Linked DNA regions of Mus musculus: regions 2, 3 and 4 are each linked to region 1. Evidence: chromatin contacts called from public HiChIP or PLAC-seq and promoter capture Hi-C data. All regions are on one chromosome and are shown on one strand. The core of a region is the stretch at or near the end of the contact, and the rest is flanking DNA. Distances in the headings are between cores, read along the strand shown.

Region 1 (5,609 bases), core at 1,051-3,550:
GAAATAATGATTCTGAGACCAGTTATTTATTAATAAATGCTTAAGCCATACGCTTTGGCTTGTTCTCTGACTAGCTCATAACTCCATTATCCCTTTTATTCTAATCTGAGTTCAGCCATGTGATGGCTGGTTTCCTGCCTCATCTTCTTATGTCCATCTCCTCAGTATCCTGGGGCGAATCTCTCATGTTTGTTTCCCAGAATTCTCTCCTGGATGTTCCACCTCCGATTTCCTGCTTCAGCTTATTGGCAATAGGCTTTTTTTATTGATAGGCAATGCTTTTACACAGTGAGATTCTCCTTGCAGAAGCGCCTTTAGAAAGCGTGTGTGTGTGGGGGGGAGGCAGCTGGTAGAAATGGATCACTATGGGCAGACCTTTGAAGGCTATGTCTGGTTCCTGTAACTCTCTGCTTCCTGGTCCAGAATGGAGGTGAACAGTCTCTACCATGCATTTCTTCTGCCATGAGCTAGGTTTCCACCATGCTCCCCAACCCCTCCTCCTCCATGGTAGACAGGTACTTGACGCTAAGCCTGACAAGCTAAATTCGATCCTCAGGACCCCACATGGTGAAAAGAGAACTGAGTCCTCCAAGTTGTCCTATGACCTCCACTCATGTGCCAAGACATATATGCATCCACATACATAATACCCACAGACAATAAATAAATGTAAACTATTTAAAATCAAAACTGTTGGGTTTGAAACTGTTTCAAACAGGGGACAAGCAGCTGAGGTGTCTATTTAACACATCAAAGTAGACCTGGTCTCCAGGTTCTCCCAGCATCCTTCAGTTCCTACCTATTTCTGGGTATGGATGGAATACTCACCCTCTACCCTGACCTCTCCAGCCCAGGGGCTGGGCTTCCCCCTCCCCCAGAGGCTCTTCCCTATATAATCCAGACATCTGCATGCTCGTTCTTCTTATCTCTCTGCCTCCACCCCCATCCCCTCCTTGTCTGTGTGGTAATTTCCCTGGCCCTATTCCTTGGCATCCGTGAACCTGCTCTAGAGCGGCTCCCAAATAAACCTTCCCTACTTTTAATTCAGCTTGTATTGGGTTATTTCATCCGCATAAGTACTGCATAGGTACTTAACTTGGAAGCAGTGTGAGGCAGTGGTTAGCGCACAGTCTTTGGTGCCTGAGGCCTGGGACACATCACGGTGTTGACAGGCTAGTGAATTTTTTTGTGCTTCAGTTTCTTCATCCGTAAGCCTGGGACAAGAGGAGTGCCCTACAGGTGGGGTTAAGAGACTTACTGAGAGCAGAGGCCAGCACAATACTAAGTGTCAGTTTCAGAAGGAACTCCCCAGACAGAAGGCTAAAGGGAGTATCTATTAGCATACCAAAGCACCAAAGCCTGTGGTGGCCTCCAGGCTCCCTCATAACCTGTAGCTCTCCATAGTTCTTACCCTACATCCCAACTCTAAGCTTCTCCAGCTTGTGGGCTTCCCTCCCCCAACTTCTCATTCCCATAAAACCCTGCCATTTGGCTGTGCTCTCTCTTGGCTCTCTCTCTCTCTCTCTCTCTCTCTCTCTCTCTCTTCTCCCTCTCCCCACCCCACATTGGTTGTCTCTTTCTCTTCCTCTCATGGTCATGTCCCCGCTGACCATGTTCAAGCTGCTATTTTCCCTGCTCTGGACTCTTCCAGATGCCTCCGGCTGTACCCTTCCTCATATCTACAATACAAATCTTCGGAACCTCAACCATACCTTGGAAGTGGTTTATACACAATTTCATGTCTGGGTCAATTATTCTCTCCTCTCCCTTTCTCTCTCAAATGAGAGTTCATGTACAAGTCTTTTTAGAAGTAACATTAAGAATGGGAACTAAACAACGCTGGCGAATTCCGATTAGGATGGTGGCAGAGCCCAGCCTAGGAGGCTACGTTGGAGGCAAGTGCTATTACACTTAGACCTCTTTCCTCAGCTTGCATGGGACTGACAACCAAGGGGAAAAGAGGAACTTTAAATGCCCTAACACCACCCAGCACGGCCTTCTGGGAATGCCTCCATTAAGACTGTAGCTGACTAAGGGCTTACAAATCCCTGAGAGGGTGCATCGGCTCCTACTGACACTGAGGGCTTTCCTAGCTCTTGTTCCCAGGACTCTGGTTCCCTTGTGATTGAAACCGGTCCCCAAGGGCAGAACACAAAGCACTGCAGGCAGGCCTGTTCCCGGATACCTGTCTCACCAGTCCCTAGAGGGAAATCAGGAGGGGTGTGGCCGCCCTTCCCAGCCTGCCAGAGTGGGCGGGGTCTCTGGCTAGGTGGGTGGGGCGATGGGCGGGAGTAGATCACTGAGGGAGTCCTAGTGTGGAGTCACCGCAAAACTGGCGAGGGATCCCCACGCTGCAGCTGGCGGTGAGTGCTTGCTTTCTGGTTCTGTGGTCTGCGGGTGATCGGGGTGGGTGGATATGTGGAAAGGAGGGTTTTCTCGCGGGGAGACCGAGGACTCCCGGGCAACAGCGCTTGGTTTTGTGGAGATCACGACCGTCACAAGTCCCATCGCGGGGACGCTGTTAACTGGCTCTGGAGCTGGCCTGGCTGAGCTCCTGAAAGGGACTCTGTTTCTCCTGGAAGCATCGACGGAGTAGATAGGCTGTAAAAGGAAAGGGATGTCTCGAGGGGAGCCACGGCAGGCTTTGGTAACTGAGAAGGAATAGGGTATTGGGACCAAATTGAAGCCCCCAGGATCCTTTGAAGTCTGAGGCGAGGCTGTGATTTGGAGGTGGCTGGGACAACGGAGGGGAAACTTGCAGGTGAGGTCCTTACCCAGAGGGAGAAAACCCTGCTTTGGGTCTTAGCAGGAACTATTCCTGGTTCAGTTCCCCCCACCCCCTTCTCTCTAACTTCTGTGTCTTTTTCAGAACCTGCAGGGTCCTGGCCTGGGGCAGGGACATTGGCTTTTCTGTATGTAATCTCACCCACGGTTGATACCCTGCAGGGGAAATGCCCCCTCCCTCATCTCTGCCCTCCTGAAGACCAAAGAGTCAGCCCCATTGGCTCTGGTCTGCTCAGTCTGTTGTGAGGCCTTTGGGGCTCCCAGTTTCTTGGCCACTTAATGCCAGTTGGCCTCCACATGCAGCTCCAAGCTGGCACTGGCTCCATCTTGTCCCCTCTCTCCCACCCAGGTCAGCATTGTAGGGTGGCCCAGTGAGCAGACGCTTACTGCTAACAAAGTGGCTTCTATAGCTGTTTGGCCAAAGTCTGTGCCTTGCAACTCTCTGGTTCCACAGCCACCCCCGCCCCCACGCTGTGTGGAACAAACACATCCTCAGCCCATGCAGACCCCATCTGTACACTGGGTGATGCACAGGGATATGGTGAATACATCATGCTAACACATGCCATCTCAGAGGATAGGAAGTACTGTGGGGAGAAAAAGCTGGGACAGGGCTTAGGGGCTACAGTTTTGCATAGCATAGGAAGGCACCTCTGAGAGAGTCACCACTGAGCAAAGTCTTAAGGAGGGGATTGGCAAGTCATGTGACTATCTAGGGGGAGCTAGAGAAAGCCCCCACTGTGTGTGTGTGTGTGTGTGTGTGTGTGTGTGTAGGTAGGGAGGGAGGAGCTTATAGAAGCATGACAGACCAGAGCAGGGTGTAAATGGAGGGATGAATTGGAGGGCTGGGGGTGGATGGTGGGTGGCAAGGAGGAAAGGGGTGGCATCTGAGGTCTCTTGTATTGGGCTTGAGTTCGCCATAAAAGCTTTTGGCTTTCGCTTTGACTCTGATGGGAGCCATGAACAGATAAGGCTCCTGCTCTGACTTAAGGTTTGGCAGGGTTCATCAAGTTGTGAGGCTGAGACTGCCTATGGAGGTTCATGGCAGATGAGGGAAACATGAAGGGAGGCTATAGAGCTTACATCATGGCATAGAGAGAACCTGTGGCTTTCAGATTTGGAGTCTGTTGGAGGTTGGATGGATAGTCTGTGATGCTGGAGAGAGGCAGCGTCAAGCATGACTCTGAGAGTTCGGGGCTGCCTTCGTCTGCGAGGGGAGCTGATAGGAGGGAGAGCCGGTGATTGATTTTGTATTTGTCTTTTGGAGATGTTGGTAGGTACCACATGATGTTGAATAGTGTCCAGTAACATTTCAGTCATCGTTATCTCACAGTTGGGAATTGGGCCTGTGGGCAGAGACGCATCAGTGATTTGTACTTGGGGGTGGGGTGGGGGACTAGGAATCAGCCTTGGAGGCAGAATGGATAGAAAGAGCAGCTGGGAAGCAGGGAAGAATATCAGTGAAACCCTTCATGACTTCCAGAGAAGTGCTCCAGGGAGGAAGGTGACAGAAAGAAAGGCAGAGAACAGAACAAGTGGAAATCATGGTTTGTATTCTCTCTGGTAGTGGGTGTGGGAGGGGATGAAGGAGATGGGGTGGATTTGGGAATGGCAGTTCAGGTCCAGACAAGGGAGGGCAGAAATGAAGGATGAATTGATCTGTTTGTTCTCTGATGGGAACTGGTTTCCTGGGGAGCAACTCAGACATGGGGCAGGAGAGGAGTTAGTTAGTGCTCCAGGGAGATCTTAGCCAGTCAGGACTAGGACAGCTCAGGGCTGCATTCTGCTCTCCTCTTGCTGCCTTCCTTTCTCTCCCGTCTGCTGGAGGCCTGGGGGCACTGCAAAGGGATTTCAGCCCTTGAACAAAGTCCTCAGCTAGGAACTTCAGGAACACCAGGCTACCTATGATCCTGGATAGGAAGGAAGTGCCAAGAAACAGACATGGGCCTTTGTTGATACCCTTGACCCTCTGTTTCAGAAAGGAAGTGACCCCCTTTGTTTGGGTTGCACCTTGCAGAGCCTAAGAGTGACTCCAATGTGGCACTAGCCTGGTAGAGAAGGCAAGGATGACAAAGCAGTGTGTTTAGCCTGGGGAGAGCAAGTCTGACAAGGGAGGAAGGTACAAGAACGAGATTCTGGGACTAACTAATAAAGAACTTCTTCAGCCTGTCAGGAGGACAGCTTCAAGCCCAGGTCTTCTTTTCCAGCTCTTTGGGATGAGATAGGGAGTTGGCCTTCTTAGAGGCAGAGGGCTGGCAGAATTGGTCTTTGGGGATATGTCTTGCCTTGTGTCTGCAGGAGACTGGCAAGATGGGAATTTCCAGCTTTAATAGAAGACAGAGTACCAGACCACGTAGCTTTCCTGCCTCGCCCTGCCCGTGTCCACACTGCTGATGTCATTGCCTGGGTGTGGATGGTTTGGGTATACGGCAGGCAGGCTCTTAACATATCTGGGGAGGGCTTCTGCTCTCTCAAAGTTGTTTCTGTCTGGGCAAGCACGTTTATTGGAGACACATCACACCACCAGGGTCTTTGAGTGAAAGCCAGTGTAGATGTGCCAGTTTTTGTGCCAGGACTGCCAAGAACTAGCAAGTTCTTCTGGGCGCTGGCCTGCCACCTCAGGCTTCCTGCTGAAGCTTTTGGGATTTCCCCTAGGGTGGGTTGGCCTGATCAGAGACTGCCTGTGCTATGCCTCTGGGATTTTTGGCTCATTGTGCTTTGCAGAAGAAGGAAACAGTAAGTGTCTTACCCAGCCTCCTATAGGTAAAATGAGCCAGGCCAATCTCAAATCTTTTCATTCCCCATAACTTCCTGCTGTACCTCAG
Region 2 (5,554 bases), core at 2,721-5,220, 260 kb before region 1:
ATCTTTGAAGAGTGCTCCTTGTTCTGGTCCTTCTCTTGTTCTCTGCCTCCAATCTGCCATTAGACGCACAGTTGCCCACTATAGCCTTCTGCTGGGATACTCTACTCAGCCAAAAATCCATGGAGCCAACCATAAATTGAAACTTCTGAAACTAAGCAAAACAAATGTGTCCACCCCAACCCCTGCCCCAGGTTTTTCACTCAGACATTTTGTAACAGCGATGCAAACTGAAAACCGTATGTTTAGCTCAGGGAGAAGTCTGCTGACCACCCAAGGGGGTGGAAAGTTCAGCTGTGAACACTTCTGTGCGTCCACAAAGAAAACTATGGCATCTATCTACCCTCAGATGCTAGCCACAGAAAAGATGCCTAAAGGATAGCATACTCTGTGGGATGCCAAGATAGGTCATCATCTTTCAAAGCAGGGACACAGGTCCTGGTCCCAGGCCCTGGAGACAACTTGTCTATCCTGTCTCTCTTTGCTCTGGTCAGATACACCATCAGGGAGTGCAAAGGAAGACTTTTGCCAAGCTTCTTAGAAAGCATGGGGATGTGGGGACAGTGCCAGTCACAGCAGGTGCTGGGGTGGGATGAAAAGGAACCGCTAAGGGGTGGCTGGGCAGGGGGGCACAGTCTGTACCGAGATCTGCTGTGTAACCCAGCTCTGACTAAGAGCTCAGAGCTCAGCGCTCAGGAGGAGCTCAGGCTGATGGACCACTGATGAAGTGACTACGTGAGTGAATGAAGACCTGGGTGCAGGCCATGTTCGACATTTTGTGGGATCTTTTCTCTTTTACCCTTCTGCACTCCCCTTTCTTTTACCATTTCACCCCCTAATGCTAGATAGGAGAGAAAACAAGACAGAAGGGAAAGTGGTGATGTTATCATTAAACTACTTGCTGCTGATTAGGGGCATCGAGTTCCTTGGGATAAGTTTGATCTTTGCAGTCAGGATATCTAATTTCTTTTTTCTTCTTTGTTCACAACCATGGCTTAACAAACCATGGTAACAACAACCAACAGTTACCAACCAACAACCCACTCTGTCCCACGGGGCCCTAGCATTTATAGACCCTCTGAGAAGTCCCCAGAATTCCATATGTTACACAGTCACAGAAACTATCTGCTGCCAGTAAAATCACGCCCCTGCTAGAGCACGAGGCAAATCATAGTCAGCTGCTGTGGGCAGTCTGAAGCAGCCCCATATCCCACACCTGGGATTAAAATGAAAACATATTCTTATAATACTTCTGTGGTTTTTTTTTTTAAACCAAACTTCCAAAATCGTCACTGCACCTGGCCCTGTTGTTAAGGGATTCACATTCTATCAAGGAAGGAGTGGAGTTAATATCCCTTGAGACCTACTATGTGTTAGTTACCATTGAAGGCTTTTTTCCACATACACTACTTTATTTTATTGACATGTATGAATGTTTTATCTACATGTATATCTGGGTACCCAGTGCCTACTGAAGCCTGCTGAAGAAAAGGGCATTCAATCTTCTGTAACCAGAGTTGATAGGCAGTTATAAGCCACAATGTGAGTTGGTGGGAACTGATCCCAGGTCCTCTGCGAGGTCTTTGCCCACTGTGTCATCCCCCTGACCCACATTACCTTACTGAATCTCCAAAACAAGCCGGGAGGATACATTTTTTTTTCCACTCACAAATGAGGATCAGAGGGGCAAAGTGACCTGCCCAAATGTCACAGCTGATGGATAGGGAAGCTGGCATCTGGTCTAAGCCTTTATGACTTCAGGCATGCATACTTTTTCTGAACAAGATATTATAGTCTTTATTTCAGAGGCACCCAAGAGAGATGGAGATGTGACATGTGAGCCACGGGCAACGGAGGTTCAGAAGGGCTTCAGAGGAGAATCATCAGTGATGGGTTTTAAAGGATGACTAGAAGTCTATCAGACAATGAAGGTGTGGAAACCAGTAAAGGAGGGTGAATGACAGAGTTGGAAGGTTCCCCGCAGGAACTGGTGGGCTGGGAGCCGCCTCTGCCTGTGCACTCAGCCCTGCAGCCCCCTCAGGGGAGAAGACTCTCCTCTCACTCTGGGAGGAAACAGATAGAACCCTAATCTCAGGCCAGGAAATCTGTTGTGAGCCCCTCCCGACACCCCATGCCAAGCCAGCTGTGTTCTGAGAGGAAGGAAGGGTGGTGTGGGCCACCTGGGATGAGCGCTTCCTCTGAAATAGACAAGGCAGTGGGGAGGGCTGATACTGGCAGTACATTTGTCCGGGGCAGGCAAGTTGTCTGGAGGGCCCATGTGTGTGATAGGACCCTTGCCCCTGCCCTGAAAGCAGAAGTGGCTTGTCACGCCTCCCGCTGATGAACTCTGGGTGTCTTTTCTGTGCCTGGAATTTGAGGACAGCTTGGCATCACTTTTGTTTGTGTGGATGTGCACAGTAGGGCTTCAGTAGATCCTTGGAGGTGGAGCAGTGGTCAAATTTCACGAATTGGCAATTTTGCCGAAACGCGGCAGACTGCAATTCATTTCTTATCCGGTTCGTCAGCCCGATTGGAACCCCGGGTTTAAGGGGATTAGGAGGAAGGGTTGGAGGCCTCCAGCCATCCTACCTTCTAAGTTGTGCACGCGTTTGGTTAGCAAGGCCTTAAAATAAAGGCAGGGGTTGAATTGGGTGCCTTGTGTGGAGACGAAGCTGAACTAGTCACGGTGGTCAGGTGGCGGGAATGGAGGGCCAGCTGTTCTGCTCCCCACACTCCACTTGAGCCCCTTAATAGTGCTTGCTGAGCCCCCTTACCATTCTTTTCTTCCCATTCCAGCCCGTGCATCTTCTTACTAGGAGAAGTTGCATGGGTGGTGGGGATGTGGGGTGTCACCCTAAGCCCTTGGGCTGAAGCTCAGTCTATTCAGTTGGTGTTTGTGTTGCCCTCTCCAGACTGCTGTCCAAGGCAGTTTGTTCATTTGCTTTTTGTTGTTGTTGTTGTTTTTTGTTTTTTGTTTTTTGTTTTTTTTTTTGAGAGCCGGTCTTTTGTAGTCCAAGATTGCTGTGTAGTTGGGAGGGACCTTGAACCATTGATTCTTCTAACTCCACCCCTGAAGCACTGGGCTCACAGGTATAAGCCACCCCATTAGCTCAACAGAACATTCTTGGTTCAAGACTGGGAGCTGTAGGCTCAACACTGCCACCTAACAGAATGTAAGGGTCCGATCATGACAGCAGTTTCTCCAATGAAGGAGCCCAGGCTCACGCACACAGTGAGCCAAATTCCAGCCATGGTGGGTGTTATTAGAGGTCAGTAGTAACTTGCTGGGCTCAGTTGGCTGAGATTGTCTGGTGGGACCTAGCCTGGAAGCACCTGCCCAGCCAGGATTGTCACTGACAACAGTGTCATGGCACCACTAACAGGCTGTCAGCTGCAACCAGGGTAAGGCCTTTCCATCTCTTGCCCTCTCCACATGCATCCCCGTATCAGCTTCCCACGGGGGCTCTACTTCCACCAGCATCCGGTGCTCTTCCTGAGGGAACACGGGAACACACAGGTGAGGCAGAGTCCCAGTGATTGAACCCTCTACATTCAATTGTTGAGTGACCCAAAGCCACCTCCGGTGGCCATCAGTCCGTCTCTCAGCCCCCACCAGTTCCAGCCAGTCCTCTCTCTCGGCAAGCTTCAGCCTGGAAGGCTCTATCCACTCCAGTCAGGCCTGCCTGAGGTTATCTAGGTGTTCTGGTGACTTCTGAGGGCCTCGCATGAAAGATAACGCCCAAATCAACAAATCTGCCATTGTGGCTTTGAAGAGACTGTTTCAATCACTTTATTTTGTCTTTATGTCAGGTTTGCCAGATGGCGCGGGTCTTTCTGAGGTCCTGTTCCGAGGGGGCGCAGGCAGCGCTGGTGCAGCTTCAAAGCTCCTTTTTAATCTTTAGCAACATCACAGCGGCGGGAAACTGCCTCGGCTCCCTCAAGTCTCTCCCACAAAAGAGGCGCGGCCCAGGCTCTAATGAAAGCCAGATAAAGGGATGGCTGGAATCAGAAACAGAGGGAAAAGAGCAGTCGTTAGTCTTTCTTGTAGCTGTTTCAAAAGAAATTCTAAGACAAATTATGGCTTTGGGTGTTTTTCTAAAGGACTGAAGCAGGGAGAGGCGCCGGGGGAGGAAGCTTTGACCCCTCAGCACCCTTCCCTCGCATGAAAGGCAGAGGAGACTGAAGAAAGGCCGAAATACAACAATAAACTTTCCGCGTGTGTGCGTGGGGATGAAAGGCGCGTGGCATAATTAGGGGCGCGGGCTTGGGGCGGGCGGCCGGCCTTACCTTGCCGCCAGCGCTATTAATGAAGAGGCTGTCTTCTTTTTTCTCTGGAAGGGGCGCCTTTGGTTTTCGGGAACAGGGTGGGGTACCAGGCAACGTGACTGACATTGGATGCAGGCTAGGAATAATGTGCCTTGTGCCACTCTGCCACATAAGGGGCCCACGTGCTCCCTGGGGACTGCCAATACCCTGTCACAGGTGAGCCCAATGTGGATGTCTCAGTTTCTGCTGCCTTTAAGGTTTCAAGGCCCTTGTATAGAGTTCCCTGGGCAGAACTGTTAGTCCTGCAACCCCAGCCTTCTCTCTTGTTCTTGGGAAGGGGGAGAAAGAGAGAAAAGCCATTAGTTTTAGTTACTTGCTGTCTATCTGGGTTATGCAGTGTTCTTGTTGTTTGTTTGTTTTGTTGCTTTGTTTTAAAATTTTATTTATTTATTCACTCATTTAACATGTATAGATGTTTTGCCTGTGTATATGTCTGTACACCATCTACATGCAGTACCTGGAAGAGACCAGTAGGGGTGTCAATCCCCTGGGGTTGGAGTTACTATGGTTTTGAGCCACCTTGTGGAAGCTAAGAATTAAGTCCAGGTCCTCGGCAAGAGCAGCCTGTGCTTTTAACTGCTGAACTCTCTCTCCAGCCTCTGATACAGTAATGTCTTAGAGCCAACATGGCAGGACTTGAGGGGACCAGAAAGCTAAGTTTTGATGGATCGGCAGGAAGGAGAGATAAAACCGGACAGGATGAGGACCTCCTGGGGAAGTCAGGTGGACAGGACCGGCCCCTGAGCATCCTTGTCAGGGCACCGCTGGCCTGAAAGTTGGTGAGGAACACTTGATCCCAGGATTGCCTCCCCCACAGGGCTGTAGCATGGATACTTAGAGGCTCTGGCTGGGAAAGGGCTCATCAAGGTCACACAGCTGCTCAGGGACAAGTAAGAGATGCACTGAAGGATGCGGATGCTGGGATTCCGAGCTTTGTGTAAAGTCTGTATCCAGTGGGAGAGGTAGATGGAGGGATCTGGCCCCCTCCCCCACCTGCCATTTTGCAAGGCACCCTGATCATAGGCCCATTGCCTCTTTCTCATGATCCAACTCTTCAGATGCTTCATCAGTGACTGAGTGAGGAGCTGAGGTGCTGAGAAGTAGAGGACCCCAGGTGACAGAGGAGCTGAGGTCAGCTCAGGGGAGAGGGCTGGATTTGTATCGGGTGTCTTACCTTGGGGCAGAGGACAGAGCCAGTTGTCCTAGCCAGTTTGCCAGGGCTCTGGGCTGT
Region 3 (5,379 bases), core at 832-3,331, 420 kb before region 1:
ATGCTGCATGTATGGAGGGAGGTCAGAGGACAACTTGTGGAAGTTACTTCTCTATTTTCACTATGTGGATCTTAGGGATTGGACACAGGCAGCAAGTACCTTTACCCTCTGAGCCACCCAATAGCAACTCTGTTTGTTTTAATGTAGTTATCCTCTTAGATGTAAATTGATGTCTGATTGTGGTTTTCATTAGTTAAACTGTGGTGGTTTGAATAGGTATGTCTCCCATAGACTTCTGTGTTTGAATGCTTGGCACTATTGAGAGATGTGGCCTTACTGGAGTAGGTGTGGGCTTATGGGAGGGAGTTTGTCACTGTGGGGGCAGGCTTTGAGATCTCCTATGCTCAATCTCTAGCCGGTATGGAATTCAGTCTCCTTGCTAGCTAAGGATTTAGATGTAGAACTCTCAGTTATCTCATCTCTGTGCTGCCATGGACTGAACCTCTGAACATGTAAGCCAGCCTCAGATAAATGCTGTCTTTTATAAGAGTTGCCTTGGTCATGGTGTCTCTGCACAGAAATAAAGCCCTATCTAATATAATGGCTAACAGTGCATTTTTATGTGTCTATTGCAATCTGTCTTTCTTCTTTGGAGAAATGTCTGTTTAGACCTTTCTTTTTTCCCTTTTGCATTGTTGAATCATGCTTCTTACATAATCTGTCAGGATAGTATTTCTTTATCAAATATATAACTTGCAAATATACTCTCCCATTCTGGGGATTTTCTTTTTACTTTCAGTTTTTTAAAAATTGGCTTTAAAAATTTTTATGTGTATGAGTGTTTTCCTGCATGCATGTCTGTGCACCATGCCTGGTGCCCTTGGTGGTCAGACGAGAGCATTCGGTATCCTGAAACTGGAGTTACAGATGTTGTGAGCCAGCATGTGGGTGCTAGGAATTGAACCCTGAGTACTCTGGAAGACCAGCAGGCTCTCCTAAACATGAGCCATCTCTCCAGCCCAGTCCTTTACTCTCTTAATACTTTACTCTTTTGCACAAAGGTTTACAATTTTTGATTAAATTCAATTGGTTCTTCCTTTTATATGTGTGTTTAGTGTCATGTCTTAAGAAGTCAGTGCCAAATGTAGTGTTTCCTACAGTGTGCTTTCCAGAGTTTGAGGTTTTAAGTGTGGCTTTTTGGCACTCTGAGTGAATTATTGAATATTGTTGAAGGTAAGTGTCTGGCCTTATTCTTTTGTATGCGGATATCCAGTTCCCTCAGCACCATTTGTTGCATGATCTATTGAACAGTCTTTGCTCACTAGTTTGAGTTATTTTTATTATGTTAACTAAGAGTGCACAGAAATAGAAACTTCTTGTGTTCAAGGATGATTTAAAAGGAAACAAATTTACGAGTTAGAGATGCTATTGAAATCGTATAAGATGTTAATTTTCATGGCATCTCATGATACCACTCGAAGTGAACATTGGTGGTGTTGTGTGATGTGGAAGTGTATTTAGGTCCTGGCCAGAGTGACACCCTTCGGTTATGAAAATTTGGCCCTTGCAGCAGTGTCACCTGCTCTTACTTGGCATGCATGCATGCATGGGTCACCAAGTTGTGCTTTGCTCTTGGCTGTTAATACAGACCAGGTAAATCTCTTGCGTGGCCTGAGCCGGACAAGCAGGTGCAGCAGTATGTATGTGCTGGGACACAGGGCAGCCCTGTGCTCCCAAGGAAGGCTAGCCCTTAGCCCAAACAGAAACCATGTGAGACTTCCTGTGGCACCGTCCACTTTCTCTTGTGCTCCTGAAGGGTTAATTCCCCCCACCCCTGAGAGTTAGCCGGGAAGAGGGAATTATTTACACCTCGTCTGACAAAGGGAGCTTGTTTTGCTTTTCCCAGAGGAATTATTTACAGGATCCTTGCTTCTGTGCTCCTTCTGTGGTTGGTTAGGGTGCTTCCTCATGGCTAGTGACCCCACCTTTGCCTCAGTTCCACTGTAACCACAGCTTTTCATTGACTGCAACTAGATTCAAAGCTTGTGCTCCCAGTCTTAGATGGGATTAGGATGTTTGCTCTTAACACTGATTTTACTGCCAAGATTCTGTCAAGTTGAAGATTCACTACATCAGTTTTGTTTGCATGACCATAGAGTTCTTCACAGCTAAATTCTTAACTGGGTTGTCCCTCCCTGTTTAAAGTGCTAGACTACCCATTTGATTTTTAACTATTGAAAATGAGTGATGCTGAGATAAGCTTCCGGGTGAGGACCTCATGCCCCTGGGGCAGAGAGGTTCTTTAGCTGTTTTCTGCTTGGATACAGTTTGGTTTAGATATTCAGTTTGGTTTTGGTTGTTTGGTTGTTTGTTTTGAGACAGGGTTTCTCTGTGTCATCCTGGCTGTCCTGGAACTCACTCTGTAGACCAGGCTGGCCTCAAACTCAGAGAGATCTCCTGCCTGTGCCTCCTGAGTGCTGACATTAAAGGTGTGTGCCACCACCACCTGGCTAGAAGATGGAGTCTTTTTATGCTGTTCTGAGCAAAGAGTCTCCACTTTGTAGGCTGTGAAGGCAAGTGGCTGAAACTGGAAGTGAAGCTCTGCCTAGCTGCTGGAAGGAGTGGCTCTCCCCCCCCCCCCCCCCAGGCGGAAGTGTTCCTTGTCTTGTATGCATGTCAGGAAGTGTAGTAATCTTGTATGACTTCAGGATGGGATTCATTTAGTATGATAGTATACAACATTTTTCTAAGTTTGTATCAAGTCATAGCTAAGCAGATTATATATATATATGTGTGTGTGTGTGTGTGTGTGTGTGTGTGTGTGTGTATATTTTTTTTTTTAAATAACCAAAACAAGAGTGTTATGTGAATTAACACATTATGGGCTAGGTATGGTGCCACACCCACCAGTGAGAGTTTGACCATGCTCTAGTGAATATATAGACAATACAAACTGGGCTTTTTCCCTTTGATTTTTACTTATTATTTTAATCTATCTATCCATCTGTCTATCTGTTTATTTTGATGGGGGGGAATAACAAGGGCAAGGTGGTCATGGAAAGACTGGGAAGTGAGTGTGATGGGTTGCATAATGTGAGTCCCAGAGGATCACTGAAAATACTACATGGAAAAAAAAAGAGAATTTCAACATATGAACCAGGGAAATGGCCTAGGATGGAGAGAGCTGAGTGGCAGAGCACTTGTCTGTGTGCAAGGCTTCGGGTGTGACCCCAGCACTGCAAATAAATAATAACAAAAGGGAAAGGGTTCACTGATCCAGCAATGTAGGTAGATATCAAAATATTGACACTGAAAGACTAAATGAGTAACCCTACAAGTATTTTCTGCATAATTTGCTTTATATGCTTTTTATAAAATTATATATAACTATACGAGATGCAAAACTAAAGTAGTAAAAAGGACATATTAATTGTTGCTGACGATGGGTAAAAATAAAAGCAGGCTGAATTATAGAGACCCAAGAAAGCTTGGGAAGGTGTCAGTGTGTTCACTATTACGATTATAAAGATAGTCTGACATCCACTGGCCAAAATCAAGTTTTAATGTGTAGCTTATTATTATACTTAAGTGTTATGGAGCTAAAATAATACCGGTAAAAACCTCAGCTTCACTGGGTGGTGGTACACACCTTTAATCCCAACACTCAAGAGGCAGAGGCAGGGAGGCAGAGAGGCAGAGGCAGAATCTGTGAGTTCAAGGCCAGCCTGATCTGCACAGAGAATTCTAGTACAGCCAGGGCCAAATAATACAGAATAAGACAAGTCCTTATTCTCATCGATGTGTATCCTCATTAGCTGGGTAATAGCACACGAGCTGATAGTTCTGGGGACTTGGGCCCAGGCCTCACATGCTAAGAAAGAGCACTATCACTAAGCTACATGTCTATTCAGTGTTTTGAGATAGGGTCTTGCTGCATAGTTTAGACAGGCCTAGAACTCATGATCTTTCTGTCTCAGCTTCCTGAGTGCTAGAATTACAAACATGCACACCACTTTGGCTGATAGAGTAGTTTATTCTAAAATGCTTTTAAAATTGGAACCATGTAAAACAATCAATTTTAGTAATATAATCTCTTGTTCATTTTTAAAGTTTTAATTATGAGGGATTTATTTTCTTTTTAAGATTGATTTTATTTTACGTGTGTGTTTTGCCTGTGTCCTGTGGAGCTCAGTAGTGGTTGACTACTGGAGCTGGAGTTAAGGATGGGTGTGAAGTACATGTGGGTCCTGGGAACACAACCTGGGTCCTCTGCAAGAGCAGCAAGTGCTCTTAACTGCTGGATCACTTTTATTAGTTTAAAAAAAATGTGTATATTATTTTTCTGCATACATATCTGTGCACCTCTTGCATGTCTGGTGCTTGCAGAAACCAGAATAGAGCATCTAATCTCCTGGAGTGAACTACAGTTGGAAGCCAATATGTTGGTTCGGAGACTTGAACTGGGCCCCCTGGAAGAGCAGCAAGTTTTTTCTTAACCAGTGAGTGAGCCATTTCTCCAACCCTAATGTGATTCTCTTCATTAGTTTATCTATTTACTTATTTGAGGAAAAGCCTCACTATGTAGCTCTAGCTGGCCTGGAGCTGGCCTTGAACTCACAAAGATCTGCTTCCTGAACGTTGGGATTAAAGTTATGCTCCAGCATACCTTGACTCTCAAGTACACCATAGTTTATGGCATTAAGTATAGTCACAATGTATTGTGGCAATTGTCACTATTAAGTTCCAGAACATTCATCACCAAATAGGAATTCTGTTTCTTTCCAGCCCCTGGCAACCAAGAGGCTCTGGATTTTCTTATTCTTCATGTGTCATGTAATAGACTCATACTGTATGGGGCTGGTTTTATAGCTTCAGGGGTTTAGTGCATGGTTCTCATGCTGGGACACATGGTGGGATGTAGGCAGACAGGGTGCTGAAGGTAAGTTTAGAATTCTACATCTAGATTAGTAAGCTGTAGGAAGACATGCACGCACACATGCATGCACACTGAGCCTGATTTGAGCATTTGAAACCCCAAAGCCCATCTCCAAGTGACATACTTCCTCCAACAAAGCCACACCTCCTAATTCCTGTCAAGTAGTGCCACTCCCTAAAGACCAAGCATCCACATAAACGAACCTGTAGTGGCCACTCCTCTTCAAACCACCGTGTGTGTGTGCGTGCGTGCGTGCGTGCGTGCGTGCGTGCGTGCGTGCGTGCGTGCGTGCGTGTGTGTGTGTGTGTGTGTGTAACTTAATATCAACCATTTGAAAGCATACAATTTATGTTGTTGTCATTGCCCGTCTCCAGAAATTTTTATCCTCCCCAACTGAAGCTGAAAATACTGCTATATTTTCTCTTCCATCCTTGCCCCTATAGCCATGATTGTCTATTATGTCAGGATTATTCCTGGGATTTGACTTCTCTAGAGACCTCATA
Region 4 (4,919 bases), core at 899-3,398, 510 kb before region 1:
TGTGTGCTCTGCAAGAGTAGCCAGTGCTGAGCCATCTCTCCAGCCTCAGAATAATTATCCTTTTGGTTTGTTTGTTTGCTTGCTTTGTTTTTTCATGACTGGGTCTCATTATGTAGCCCTGGCTGCTGTCCTAGAGCTCACTATGTAGACCAGGCTGGCCTTGAACTCACAGAGATCTTCCTGCCTCTCCATCCAGTCAGTATAAGTATTAAACATGCACATCTACAGTAACTTTGTTAGCGGCAGCCTAGAGCTACAATGCTCTGTAAAACCCACGATGCCAGGACCAGGCTATAGCTATTATTTCTAGCTCCTCGAGCAGTCCCTAAGGCATAGCAAGTAAGCACTTTGACTTGAGCGAGCAGATAGACTTGCTTGAGGATGAATGAATCGTGTGGAGTGGACTGGGCAGCAGACCATTTGAGAGCAACTTTTCAGAGCTGGCAGCATTTACATAATCAGCAAAGTGGGAGGTAAGTGACAGTGAGAGCAACGGGCTAATGCCAGACTGTTCTGAAGACACGCAACGCAACTTCCCTTTCAGAAGTAAGTTTCTTTTTTGAAGCAATCAAAATGGTTCTCACTCCTTTGATGTTTCACAAACTTTAAAGTCTGTGAATAGAGAAGCATCTCCTTTTTCATATGATCTTGGTGAATCTGGCTTAGTTTTTCAGATGACTACATAATCACAGTGGAGAGCAGTGTGAGACAGGGCAGTAGCAGGTTGAAGGAGCAGATGCTCTAGAGCCTTATTGCACGCTGCTAATACAGAGTCTAATGCACCTTTCCTGCACGGAGCTCCCAGGCTAGCAGGGACAGCATATAGGGATAGCTTTTCTGTTTGCACACTTTGGAAACTCTGGCACTGGAACTCAGGGCCTGGCACTTGCTAGGCAATCACTCGTTTGCTGAGGCTCATTCCTGCACACATTTGATGACAGGGACAATTCAGAGATAACTGCCACACAAAATACATGAAGGGCCCATGGTGATGTGTCTGCTGGGACAGCAGGAGAATGAGGACACTAAACCAGGCCCCATAAGTGGGGCATTTTTAAATATCTCCCATTTCCAGAATACATCCCTACCTATAACAGAAGGAATTTTAAGTAGATCTGAGAATATGCCCCAGGTGATAGCCAAATGATCAGTTCAAGGAACGCTAAACTTAAGCTATCCTTTGCCCAGGCCTAAGACTAGTTCAGGAGAGCTCCAGGAAGACAGAGGAGGCTCCCTGGTTTATAGAGGACGTGCTGGTAGCATGAAGCAGAATGCCATGATGTCAAACTCTGAAGTGGCTTTTACAGCTACAGGCTGGTGAGATGGCTCAGCAGTTAAGAGTGCCGACTGCTCTTCCAAAGGTCCTGAGTTCAAATCCCAGCAACCACATGGTGGCTCACAACCATCCGTCACGAAATCTGATGCCTACTTCTGGAGTATCTGAACACAGCTACAGTGTACTTACATATAATAAATAAACAACTACAGGACTCCACCAAAAGTTTTTAGAAAATATACTTAAGAGTCTCTTTTAGGAAGGCTATATTTCAAACAGATGTTTGAAAAAAAATAGTAACCTTTAAAAAAAAAGGATGAAATGATTCGGCAAATAAAGGCATTTGCCATGCAAACCTGAAAAATCAGAGTTTGATTCCTGGAACTGTTGTTGATGGAAAGAACCAATTCCTCAGAGGAGTCCTCTGATCTCCACCCGAATGAGGCAGCACGTGTGCCTACACATATACCACACATTTTAAAAAAAATTATTAGACAAATATTTTATGAGAAACTTTTTTATGTTGTCTCAGTCCCTAGCACAATGAAATGACTGGCTGAAAGTCACTAGGCTTCTTCTAAAACTATTACCTATGGGTGGCTGAGGAATGGCTCCTAAGAATGGTAAAGAAAGTACTGAGATTAAAGTCAAGATCCACCACCATCTTGCTGGCTGAACTTGCCTTTCGTACAGTTGAATTTCTGTAGAAGCCTTACGTTTGTACGATGGAAATGAGATGGGTGTGTTAACATTCCCAGGGACATCCAGGGCTCCACCCATTGTCAGGGATGGCCCCGCCCACATCACATTACACGCACGCGCAGTCCCTGCTCCCGCCCTCTGCGCAGGCGTGCTGCTTTTCCATGTGTGCTCAGGCCGTCACATTGGACCCGCTGAGGGGAGACGCCAAGTAACGTCGAGCCTGGAAGTCGCCACGGGCCCGGTGGGCCCCAACGACGGCTGCTGCAGTCGTCCTCTTCTGGTCTGTCACTGCAGCCTCCGTCGCCATGGGTAAGAGTCGGACGAAGCGCTTCAAGCGACCTCAGTTCTCCCCTATCGAGAGCTGTCAGGCCGAGGCGGCGGCCGCGTCGAACGGGACTGGGGACGAGGAGGACGATGGGCCCGCGGCGGAGCTTCTGGAGAAGGTGGGACGAGGGCATGGCCAGGCTCGGGCGGCGGGCGGCCGGGGGCCCGGGGGCCCGGGAGCGAGGTGCTGCAGCGCGCGTGCTCACTACGCGACTCTGACGTCTCGGTTCCCGCAGCTCCAGCACCCGAGCGCCGAGGTCCGCGAGTGCGCCTGCGCGGGACTGGCCCGGCTAGTGCAGCAGCGGCCCGCACTACCAGACTTAGCCCGTCGGGATGCTGTGCGCCGGCTCGGGCCGCTGCTGCTGGACTCGAGTCTGGCGGTAAGGGAGACGGCGGCCGGAGCTCTGAGGTGAGCCCGAGAGGGCCCGAGGCAGTGTCCCTGCGAGCAAACAAACCTGGGACACCCTCGCCCGATGCATTCTCTACTTCTGGGGGAATAATAACATGCCAGTTAGCTCAGGTTTGCAGTGGATGGAGATGTGAATTCATGCACCGAAGGACCCCGGGGCTCACACACTTTTTGTTGTATCCACCTGGCGCTTCACCAACCATCAAACCTCATGCACATTTACCCCATCTCAAAACCCACCATAGAGTCCCTGATAGGATAGTCTTTCAGTCTGGGCTCCAAGTACAGCTGACATTTCAGCATGTAAGATCTCTTTGCAGGCGCTCCACTGAGAGGGTGTCTGGAAACTGTCAAAAAGACTGGGCTGAATTTCAGTAAAATTTAGACCTTCTAGCATGGTGGCACAGACCTTTAATTCCCGCACTAGGGAGGCAGAGGCAGGCAGATCTCTGAGTTTGAGGCCAGCCTGGTCTACAGAGTGAGTTCCAGGACATCCAGGGTCACCCAGAGAAATCCTATCTCAAAAAGGCCAAAAAGCAAAAGCCACTCTAATGAACTGTAGAGAGGACAGAAAGTTAGTATTTGTGCTCTTACAGATTTGCCTGTGTGTATTGTTTCAGTCTAATAAATATTGGATGGAGCACCTGTGTGCCAGCCACTGGACGAGGCCAGTTCAAGGCCACCTTGAACTACTTAGTGAGTTCCAGGACAGCCAGGGCTGTTACACATAGAAGCCCTGTCTTGAAAAAATCAACCAACCAACCAGATAAATAAACAAATCTTAAGTCTATTGAGTAAGATTAGTGTTAAGAATATATTGATTATTATTAACCAAATAATTACTATATGTATAAATACAACTAGTAGTAATTGCAGAGACTACTATTAGGGGTATGATGGTTTGAATAAGAATGTCCCTCATAGGCTTATGTATTTGACCACTTAGTATTGAGTTCTCCTATTTGAGAAAGAATAGGAGGTGTGGCCTTGCTGGAGTACGCGTGGGTTTGTTAGAGGAAGTATGTCACTGAGGGTGGGATTTGAGGTTTCAGAAAGCCCACACCAGGCCCAACATCTTTGTCTATGATCAAGATACAGCTCTCAACTACTGCTCCAGTGCCATGCATGTCACCATGCTCCACGATGACAATGGACTAAGGCTCTGAGACTACAAACAAGCCTCCAGTAAATGCTTCCTTTATAAGGGTTGCCCTGGTCATGTTGCCTCTTGAAAGCAACACAACAGTGTAAGACAATGAATTATTTGATGTGCTGAGGACCAGGACAGTTGAAAATCTGTAGGCTTGCTCTCTAGCATATAACAAATACAGTTTTGTTTTGTTTTTTCCTGTGGAAAACCTTAACTGTGGTTAGACATACAGGGCTTAGCAGCATTTTGTGAGATGTGACTTGAAAGTAAAATGTGTTTACATTTCTTATGTAGAAACCTCAGTGCTTGTGGAGGTTTTGACGTTTGTGATGACATGGTGGCAAAGGACATCATGACGCCCCTGGTGGCACTACTGAGAGAGGTATGTGGCATTTAACATAGCCTGAGTGATGACTTCTGTGTGGTTTTTAGGAGACAGGTTTAGGAGGTTTTTTGTCTGTTTGTTTTTTATTTTTCAATACTTTGGTGTCGTCTTATGTGTCCCTTTAAATACCCTGTGACAATTTTATTTTTTCCCCTGGAAACTCGGTACAAAGGCCCCAGTAATACCAATCTCTATTATTTGTGTCTCTGCCACCTTTATGATTAGAAGAGCCCTTTCTAAAGATATGCACACTTACCCCCTTAGAACTCAAGCCCGTTCCCTGACTGCTCACTCCTGTGTGCCTGTCATTTAATCTTCACAGTGGTCCTATGGGACAAGTCTTTTTTCCCTTTCTTTTTTGTGGTGCTGGAAATGGAACTCAGATCTTTGTGCCTCCCACCAGGCAGGTGCTTTAGCACCACCCATCTGTATCCAAATCCAAGGCAGGTGTTCTTATACTAGTTCATACTGTGCTGATGGGCCCAAGGACAGACGTTATGAACTTACAAAGACTATGTTAGACTCATTGTTACGTGTTACATGTACATTCATGTTACATGCTGTAGCTCATTGGCTAAGGACACTGGACTCTTGTATTCCTCTCAGTCTGCCATGCCTTTTGTCCGTTTTACACTGATGCTATGAGACCTTGGTCAGTGCTCCCTTACAAGCA

The links. Promoter capture Hi-C pulls out the DNA fragments that hold promoters and counts their contacts. HiChIP or PLAC-seq counts read pairs in DNA pulled down with a chosen protein or histone mark.
Region 2: a contact with region 1 is called in a promoter capture Hi-C map of cranial neural crest. The contact joins the enhancer-like site here to the promoter of Nod2 in region 1. A contact is called at or near these places in 12 of 39 promoter capture datasets (the 3T3-L1 cell line, the C10 cell line, the HPC-7 cell line and 6 more), 9 of 115 datasets of contacts at active chromatin or transcription factors (the 230-238 cell line, T-cell acute lymphoblastic leukemia, bone marrow-derived macrophages and 5 more) and 4 of 9 other capture datasets (adipose tissue, embryonic stem cells, liver and 1 more).
Region 3: a contact with region 1 is called in an H3K4me3 HiChIP or PLAC-seq map of bone marrow-derived macrophages, with 6 times the contacts expected there. The contact joins the enhancer-like site here to the promoter of Nod2 in region 1. A contact is called at or near these places in 2 of 39 promoter capture datasets (embryonic stem cells and second pharyngeal arch cranial neural crest), 3 of 115 datasets of contacts at active chromatin or transcription factors (bone marrow-derived macrophages, embryonic basal ganglia and large pre-B cells) and 1 of 9 other capture datasets (pancreatic islet).
Region 4: a contact with region 1 is called in an H3K4me3 HiChIP or PLAC-seq map of bone marrow-derived macrophages, with 7 times the contacts expected there. The contact joins the promoter of Heatr3 here to the promoter of Nod2 in region 1. A contact is called at or near these places in 6 of 39 promoter capture datasets (the C10 cell line, hippocampal neurons, liver and 2 more), 1 of 15 datasets of contacts at CTCF or cohesin (large pre-B cells), 1 of 484 Hi-C or Micro-C datasets (B cells), 4 of 115 datasets of contacts at active chromatin or transcription factors (bone marrow-derived dendritic cells, bone marrow-derived macrophages, pro-B cells and 1 more) and 2 of 9 other capture datasets (adipose tissue and macrophages).

The regions. Positions count from the first base shown.
Region 1 is chr8:88,645,047-88,650,655 of GRCm38.p6, forward strand. Nod2 (nucleotide-binding oligomerization domain containing 2) reads left to right here and starts at 2,301. Exons shown (of 13, transcript NM_145857.2): 1 at 2,301-2,363.
Region 2 is chr8:88,378,556-88,384,109 of GRCm38.p6, forward strand. It overlaps Gm34751 (a long non-coding RNA gene), which reads right to left. Exons shown (of 4, transcript XR_879055.3): 4 at 3,035-3,996. Among named protein-coding and RNA genes, the nearest start is that of Gm34751, 7.6 kb to the right of the region's middle. Within about 2 kb of position 3,971, at least 24 of the 459 cell types and tissues checked have an H3K27ac peak or open chromatin away from gene starts, as enhancers often do. A contact at or near this core is called in T-cell acute lymphoblastic leukemia, where this site is marked.
Region 3 is chr8:88,226,445-88,231,823 of GRCm38.p6, forward strand. The region is part of intron 1 of Tent4b (terminal nucleotidyltransferase 4B); the gene reads left to right. Among named protein-coding and RNA genes, the nearest start is that of Tent4b, 29 kb to the left of the region's middle. Within about 2 kb of position 2,082, at least 46 of the 459 cell types and tissues checked have an H3K27ac peak or open chromatin away from gene starts, as enhancers often do. A contact at or near this core is called in bone marrow-derived macrophages, where this site is marked.
Region 4 is chr8:88,135,737-88,140,655 of GRCm38.p6, forward strand. Heatr3 (HEAT repeat containing 3) reads left to right here and starts at 2,149. Exons shown (of 15, transcript NM_172757.3): 1 at 2,149-2,421; 2 at 2,539-2,711; 3 at 4,156-4,243. The coding sequence starts at 2,284. It overlaps Mir7071 (microRNA 7071), which reads left to right and starts at 2,470; the gene lies at 2,470-2,538.